2 separate regions of the Oryctolagus cuniculus genome follow, and region 2 is linked to region 1. A link is a contact called in public Micro-C data. All regions are on one chromosome and are shown on one strand. Each heading gives the region's core, a stretch centred on a gene start, on an enhancer-like site or on the middle of the called end of the contact. The rest is flanking DNA. Distances are from core to core; before and after follow the strand shown.

Region 1 (3,422 bases), core at 550-3,049:
ATTTAAAACTTTAGTTATATCGTATACAGTAATAAAGAAAGAACATTACCAAGCAGAACAAAAAAATTAACTGATAAAATTATGCAAAAAAGAATAAAACCACTTCTTTTAAGTACCGAGAGTTAATTCTAAATCCTCACCATGGAATTGCACACAGCTAGGAAAAAACATTTAAAGATAAGATCACCATTTTCTATATAAAGAAAAATATGTAGATTTTTATTTGATTCAGACAGTTCAGCATTAAAGACGCATTAACAGGCAAATGCGGTAGCGGCTTGAATTATAAAGAGAAGTGATTAACATGTGCGCTGATATGGTTACAGGCAAAGCTGAAAACTTGGGCATACCATCAGGTTTAATCGAGCCAATACGGTCAATGAATCTAGGTTAAAATAAGAAAAGCAGCCAAGAAAACAATAGAAAGACAGCCATGTTCTTACCAAAAAAAAAAAAAAAAAAAAGAGAGAGAGAGAGAGAGAGAAAGGAAAGAAAAGATCACAAACATTTCACAGCAGCAGCTTTTCGCCTCCACTGTTTACTAACATTTAAGGCCAACACCTGGGGATGCCCTTTCCAACGTCAACGTAACAGAACATTCTGCCACATTTTGAACAGCCAATATTAAGCAGAGTAAGCAAGCATCCTTCATGTATTTCTACCTCCGAAGGCCAACGGGGGAAAAAGTCCACCTTCCTCTCTCCCACAGACCTAGCCTCCGCCACTCTCTTCCTTCTTCTATGTACTGCCCTTGACGCGAGGTTAACGAACCCTAAACTTCTTTTTCCACGGTCCATCGGTGGAAAGGGTGGGGCTGGAGGTGGGGGGCGAGGGCAGGGTGGAACCCAGCTGATAAAAGCTGGAAATGCAAAGTCGGGGCATTACTTGCTGGGTGCGGGCCGGGAACACCCAGACGAAGGTCCAGGGGAAGACAAGCCCGGAAGATCCCGGAGCCACACACCACGGTTCACCGGGGGTGTAGCTTGCTCGGACCAACCCGCCCCGGCTCCCGGCTTTCCTGCCCAACAGCCCCAGGCGTTGGGGGGCCGACCTCCCCGGCCCCCCGAATGTGCAAGCCAGGCCCGGAAGCCGGTCCCGTTAGAGCCGATTTCACCCGTCAGGAATGCGCTCCGCCCCCGCCGCCCCGCCGGGGCAGCCGCCCTCCGGTCTCGCCAGCTTCAGGGGCTGGGCGAGTGCTCCAGGGGAGCACCGCCTCGGCAGTCACAACACTGCCGGGCCGGCTGCCCGCTCCACAGACACCCGGGCTCCGCCCCGGCCAGCGCAGCCAACCCAGGGGCCAGTCCTGGGCCTGACCCTCGAGGCCCCGAGTCCCCCCCCCCCCCACGCCCCGGGCCGGCTGGCCGCGGCCCCAGCCCCTCTCGCAGGGCGCCGAAGGGGGCGCCTTCTCGCCCCCCACCCCCAAGTCCCGGGGCTTCCGAATCCATTTTCGTCCCGGGGAAGGGCGCGAGGCCAGAGCTCGTCGGGTCGGAAACCGGAGCCACCCTGCCCGCTCCCGGGTGCAACCTCCTGCGGTGCCCGCCGTACCTTAACTCCTCAGAGCGGCGGCGACGCAGAGCTGCGGGCGAGCAGGCCCATCTCCCCCGAGCGACGGCAGGAACCCGAGGAAGCGCTGCGGGTGCGGGGGGTCCCTCAGCGGCGAGCGGCGCCTCTCAGCCGGGGCGGGGAGAGCGGAGGGACCGGGGCCCGACGGCCGCTCCCCAGACCTCCTCCGCAGTTCTGGCTGGAAGGCTGCTGGGGTGAACCAGCACCACAACTGCCATTCCCCCTCCCTCAGCCCCCGCTTTCCCCGCCTCCTCCTCCCACTTCTTCCTCTCGCCCCCGCCCCCCGGCCGCCCCGCCCCGCCCCGCCTCGGCGCGCCACCCACGTGCCTTGCGTCATGGCGTCACGCCCACCCGGCCCGCCGCGGGCGGCTCTGGGACTTGGTCGAGCGTTCGCCGGACGCCCGCGCACCGTTTCGCTGGCTGCACCTGGGCGGCCGGGCAGTCACCCGCCCTGCCGCGTGCAGAGATTCGCCCTGAGTGGGCTGGGCTGTGGGGCAGCGTCTCCCCGCCCTCCTGCGAGGACAGGTGGGGATGGCTGGAGCTGTCAGAGCGAAGGATGCCGGCTCCTGGCTTTTCGCACGGCGTTATTTATTCCTTTTGTGCTTTCTCGGTTCACCTGCTTGATTGGCAGCACCCGGGAGAGCGGGGCCGCTGCGTGGCCCAGAGTTCTGCTCTGGGCGCGGTACGTCCGCAGGTGCCCTCGGTCAGTTTTAATGGCCCTTGGCCACAGTAGCACCTTGCGCGAGGGTGTGGAGACTCCCTTGGACTCACCTTTGTCACTCCGTATTTTGGTACTTCACAAAGCCGTATGCTCATTGAGAATTCACATTTCAGTGCTCATTGATCTCTGCTACTTTCTGAATTACTTTGATCTAGCTTTAACTGTTGCATCACCTATCTTCTAAGCCTGCCAGACACCCCTCCTTTAATTTTTTTACCTTACACAAGACTTGGTATAAATTCTTCTTAATTGAATGAACAAAGTCAGGGCCTGGTCCATTTCCTCCTGGTTTATTTCTCATCAAGATATAGATCAGTCTTCTTTGGAATACTGAGAAATGAATATGATAGATGCTGGACAGACTGCATTCGCCATCTGTTTCTTAACTAAATATATCATCCTTCCAATCCTTGTTTTAGTATGTCTAATTGAAATTAGATACAAACCAGGGAGCCATGGTCTTTCCGACCGTGGTTGGTATCGTTGGTAACCCAGTCATGTTTACCAATTAGAAAACCGAACAAGCAAGGCAGTTGAGGTCCAAGTATCTTTGAACGTTAATTTTAAAGGAAGTAATTATGGGTCTGTTTATTTTCATTTGTCAGAAATTTTCAAACTGTTATAGATGCACCTTTAAATGCTATTTGAAGGCAGCCAGCAGTTTATGGGATACTTGAAGCCTACAGATAGTATAAGAATAGTACATTGATGGAACAGTACCCATACATAATATAATCCTTGAAAAGATATCAACATGTTAAACAACATTTCAGCACAGATGGAGATTGGCTTGAGAGGGGGTTTTGACGACAGTTCTGCAGAATGAGGATGGTTGTGTACTCTGTACAGTTGTATTTTCCAGAGATGCCTTTTCCAGCTTCCTGAAAGTTAGAGAGACTTCCTCCTCTTCGCTAGGCCAACGTAAATCTCCAAGGAAACAAATACTGAACATCTCCACCCACATCCCCACAGGCACTTCAAACTGAGCCTAACGTGGAGTTTACCATGGAGTTTCCTTAACACTGCTTGCCTCTTCCATTCACTGAGGCCAGAGCTGGAAATCTAGGACTTTTGCCAGGCTCTCTCTGTCAATCCCAAACCACCATTAAACCTTGCATTCCTTAGCTTTTCGCTTCTA
Region 2 (3,422 bases), core at 306-2,805, 230 kb after region 1:
GGTAATCTGTGGCCAGAAGGTCAGCACCGAATTTATGCAACAACTGGCAGATGTCCACGTTGCCCCGGGCTGCTGCGAGGTGCAGGCCTGTTCGGCCCCTGCTGTCACGGATATTTGGGTCAAAGCCACTTTCCAGAAGCCTCTTGGAATAATTGAAGTCTCCATCAATACACGCTTGTAGCAAAGGTACATTCGTCTGAGAAGAGTCATTTACAAAAACGTAGGACATGGTTCTGATGTGGCAGATGGACTATGCCTGTAATGGAACAGGAGGTGAGTGAGAGCTGAGGAAGCCGAGCTAAGCCCGGAGAGTACAGCACTACAAAAGCACGACATCTTATCCTTCTTGGCCTCCTGCCTCTAATAAATTATGTTACCAAACCCAGATAGTTTCATGTATTTTATTTTCCATTAAAGTGTTTTATTTTCGTCACATCTGCTAAGTCAAAATTGCAAGTAAATTTACTGTAAAGCTCTCTTTTGTTTTTCACCATGTCAAACGATCAGATAGTTTTAAATGGGAGTGGGCATCTGGGGCTGTGGTTATGTCCCTGGCTGAGATGCCCACATGTTGTGGACCAGCAGGCTGAAGATCTCGCTCGCTCTCTCTCTGCCTTTCAAATAAAATAATAGGATAAATTTTAAAGCAGGTTATCACTGCTTAGATAAGTTTACAGTACTGTCAGAAGACACATAACCTGTTCTTTAAACTTCAAAGAATTACATTTATATAAACGCTACTGCTCGCAGGAATTCCTGTTTAACACAAAGTCATTCCTTTTCACATATTTGCTTCTCCTTGTTCTTAAGCTATTCTGCATGGTAAACAGAACTACCTGCATGGAAAAAATCAAACAGCTTGCTGTCAGTACGGACCCGCCAGAACACTGTGTGTGCAGCCTAAATTTCAAGTGCTCATAGAAAGAGGAAAGCCAAGCAAAGTAACAAACTGAATTTAAAACTTAGAAATATTAAGAAGCCAATTCAGATTATCCTTCTTTTTACAATATTAATCCTATTGTGCATTGCCTGTGCCTATCTCATTATATGGTTTTGCCAAGACGTGAGAGGTGAAGTCTGAAGACGAGCGATGAGGAAAGGTAGTTATGCCTGGGAAGACAGAGGTAGGACATGAGCAGCAGCCTCAGCTGTGTCACCGTGAGGCCTCCTGTCGCCCACCAAGCAGGCTCGCCAGTCTGCCCGCACCTCTCGCTGATACCACTTGGCCCACTGGCATGCCTGAACTCTCAGAACACTCTGCTTACCACAGGGCAAACAACTGGACCTCTCTCTTCTCTTGGTTCATTAAAGAACAAGTCAAAATTTGTCAAGACAAACTTTATTAGGAAATTGGAAAGAAAGAAAATAGGCAAAGAGAAGGTAGGAGACTGACGCAGTTTGAGGGATGGCTCCCTCTCCCTAGGAATGCAAAAGCATGGTCACAGCTGGGCGGGCCCGCACAGCTCATCGGGAAAGTCTGCTTCTCGGGAACACGGCTGAAAGCGGACGCCTGACCAAGGCCCTCTGGCGTCTGACCTCCAGGGGCTTCAGGAAGGCGTGTCTGCAGAGTCTGCTGAGATCCCCGGCCCCTGGTCCTCTCCGCCTGGCTTCTCAGCAGAGCTGCTGTCCCTGTGTCCTTGGCTGCTTTCACTGCACTATGAGGCTGCCATGGGCCTCTGTGGGAAGCAGGGGCACGGCGTTGTTAATGGACTTTATTCCCTCTCCGTACACTTGACTGTCAGTGAGAGGCACCGAAGGACTGTACGCCAAGGACACAGCACGGTCTTACAAGTCATTAGATGGACGGCTGCACAGAGGGGCGAGACGGGAGGCAGGGAGGCCCATCAGCAGGCAGTGTCACAGCCTAGGCGAGAAATGCCGAGGCTGAGCCCAGGCAGTGGCAGGCAGAAGGGGGCCGCTGGCCGGTAACACAGAAGACACACTGAGCGCAGCGTCAGAGTCAGCGGCTGCGGAGGGTGAGGAGCTGTTAAGGATGATTCCAAATAAGGGAAAAATCTGCTTATGATTACGGGTTACAGAGCTCATGGTAAAAATAAACTGCGGATTAGGATGTTACACAACGATCACAGAGCGAAGTCACTGAGGAGGATCTGCACGCCGAAATAACGACTGCTTGGTTGAGGGCAGTCTCCCCATTTCCCCTCCAGAAGTTGCTGGCTTGGCTCGTGAGAAAGACAAAGCTCTCGCAAACCTTTTCACGGAGAAGATACCAGCTATCAAGCGCTTTCCAAGAGACAGTGTGTTCTGCGAGAACAGATAACGATTCACACACAGCTACGAGCGCCTGTGGTTTGCAGGCCGGTCTCTGACTGCGGGCTCAGGGAGAACACAGGCCTGCCTGTCTGTTTTTCAGGTGAGAAGCGGCGCAGTGTTTCTGTCAGCTGCTTTGTGTCCTTGAGAAACTGCTGACCTTACCCTCACATCTAACGAGCCCGGCGACAGACGACGTTCTGCATCCTGATCAAGCACTGAATCTGCAAACCACAGTGCACTGAAGGTCTCACGCGCTGCGAGGAAGCCCACGGCAGAGAACACTCACGTCAGCCTGGAGATTAGATCTTTCCTCCAGCGGTCGCCCGCCCGGCAGTTTCTCTGAATTCTTAAGAAGCCTCCACGAAAACACCCAGCAACGGGCCGGCAGGAAGTGCAGTGCCAACAGGGGGCGGGGAGGGGGGCGTGAAGAACCTGTCGCTCTGTGGAGCTGAGACAGACGCTCAGCAGGGCACCCGTGGGTGAGGCCCAGTCAGGCACCCACAAGCGCTGCAGCGGCAGGCGGGCGAGCAGAGGGGCTCCCTGAGGAGCTGCTCGCGGGCCAGCACGGCACGGGCACACAGACCAAGGGGAAAGGATCAACCGCGTGCCATCCGCGGAGCACAGACCGGACTCTGAAACTCGCTCACTGTTTGGAATTCAGAACGCATAGTTTTCACATTATGAATGGAGGCTAGATTCCAGACTAGTCCACAGAAGCACTTTTTAGAAATGAAATACTATTCATAACGGGGGAAGAAGTAAAAGCAGCCAAGACTTCTATTTAAACCACTTAGGGTACAGTTAGGAAAGACTATTTCTAATCTATCTCGGATGCTGGCATTTAAATCTGAGACTGTCCCCTCCTTTTCCACATGCAGGAACGTCAAGCCCCAGGCCAGCCGCGGTCCTCTCCGCGGTGCTGCCCCTGCCTGCTTTCGCTGGGCCTGCTCAGGCCACACCTCTGTGCACAGGCAGAGCCCACAAGTACCCTGTGTGCCCTCCCGGCTCTTTCCCAGAGGGACCCAACCACTCGAGCCATCACCTGCTGGCTAATGTACTTCCCAGGAAGTACGACTACCTGAGCCATTACCTGCTGCCTCCTGGGTGTGCAGCAGCAGGAAGTTGGAACTGGCAGCAGAGCTGGGACT

What was found. Hi-C and Micro-C count contacts between places; a contact is called where the count stands out from the background.
Region 2: a Micro-C map of ear pinna shows a contact between it and region 1, with 5 times the contacts expected there. The contact joins the enhancer-like site here to the promoter of RNF19A in region 1. A contact is called at or near these places in 2 of 6 Hi-C or Micro-C datasets (ear pinna and an unstated tissue).

What each region holds. Positions count from the first base shown.
Region 1 is chr6:125,791,126-125,794,547 of mOryCun1.1, forward strand. It overlaps RNF19A (ring finger protein 19A, RBR E3 ubiquitin protein ligase), which reads right to left and starts at 1,800. Exons shown (of 10, transcript XM_051843960.2): 1 at 1,546-1,800.
Region 2 is chr6:126,016,471-126,019,892 of mOryCun1.1, forward strand. ANKRD46 (ankyrin repeat domain 46) reads right to left here. Exons shown (of 6, transcript XM_070075370.1): 4 at 1-256. The coding sequence starts at 229. Among named protein-coding and RNA genes, the nearest start is that of ANKRD46, 26 kb to the right of the region's middle. Within about 2 kb of position 1,556, at least 3 of the 8 cell types and tissues checked have an H3K27ac peak or open chromatin away from gene starts, as enhancers often do. A contact at or near this core is called in ear pinna, where this site is marked.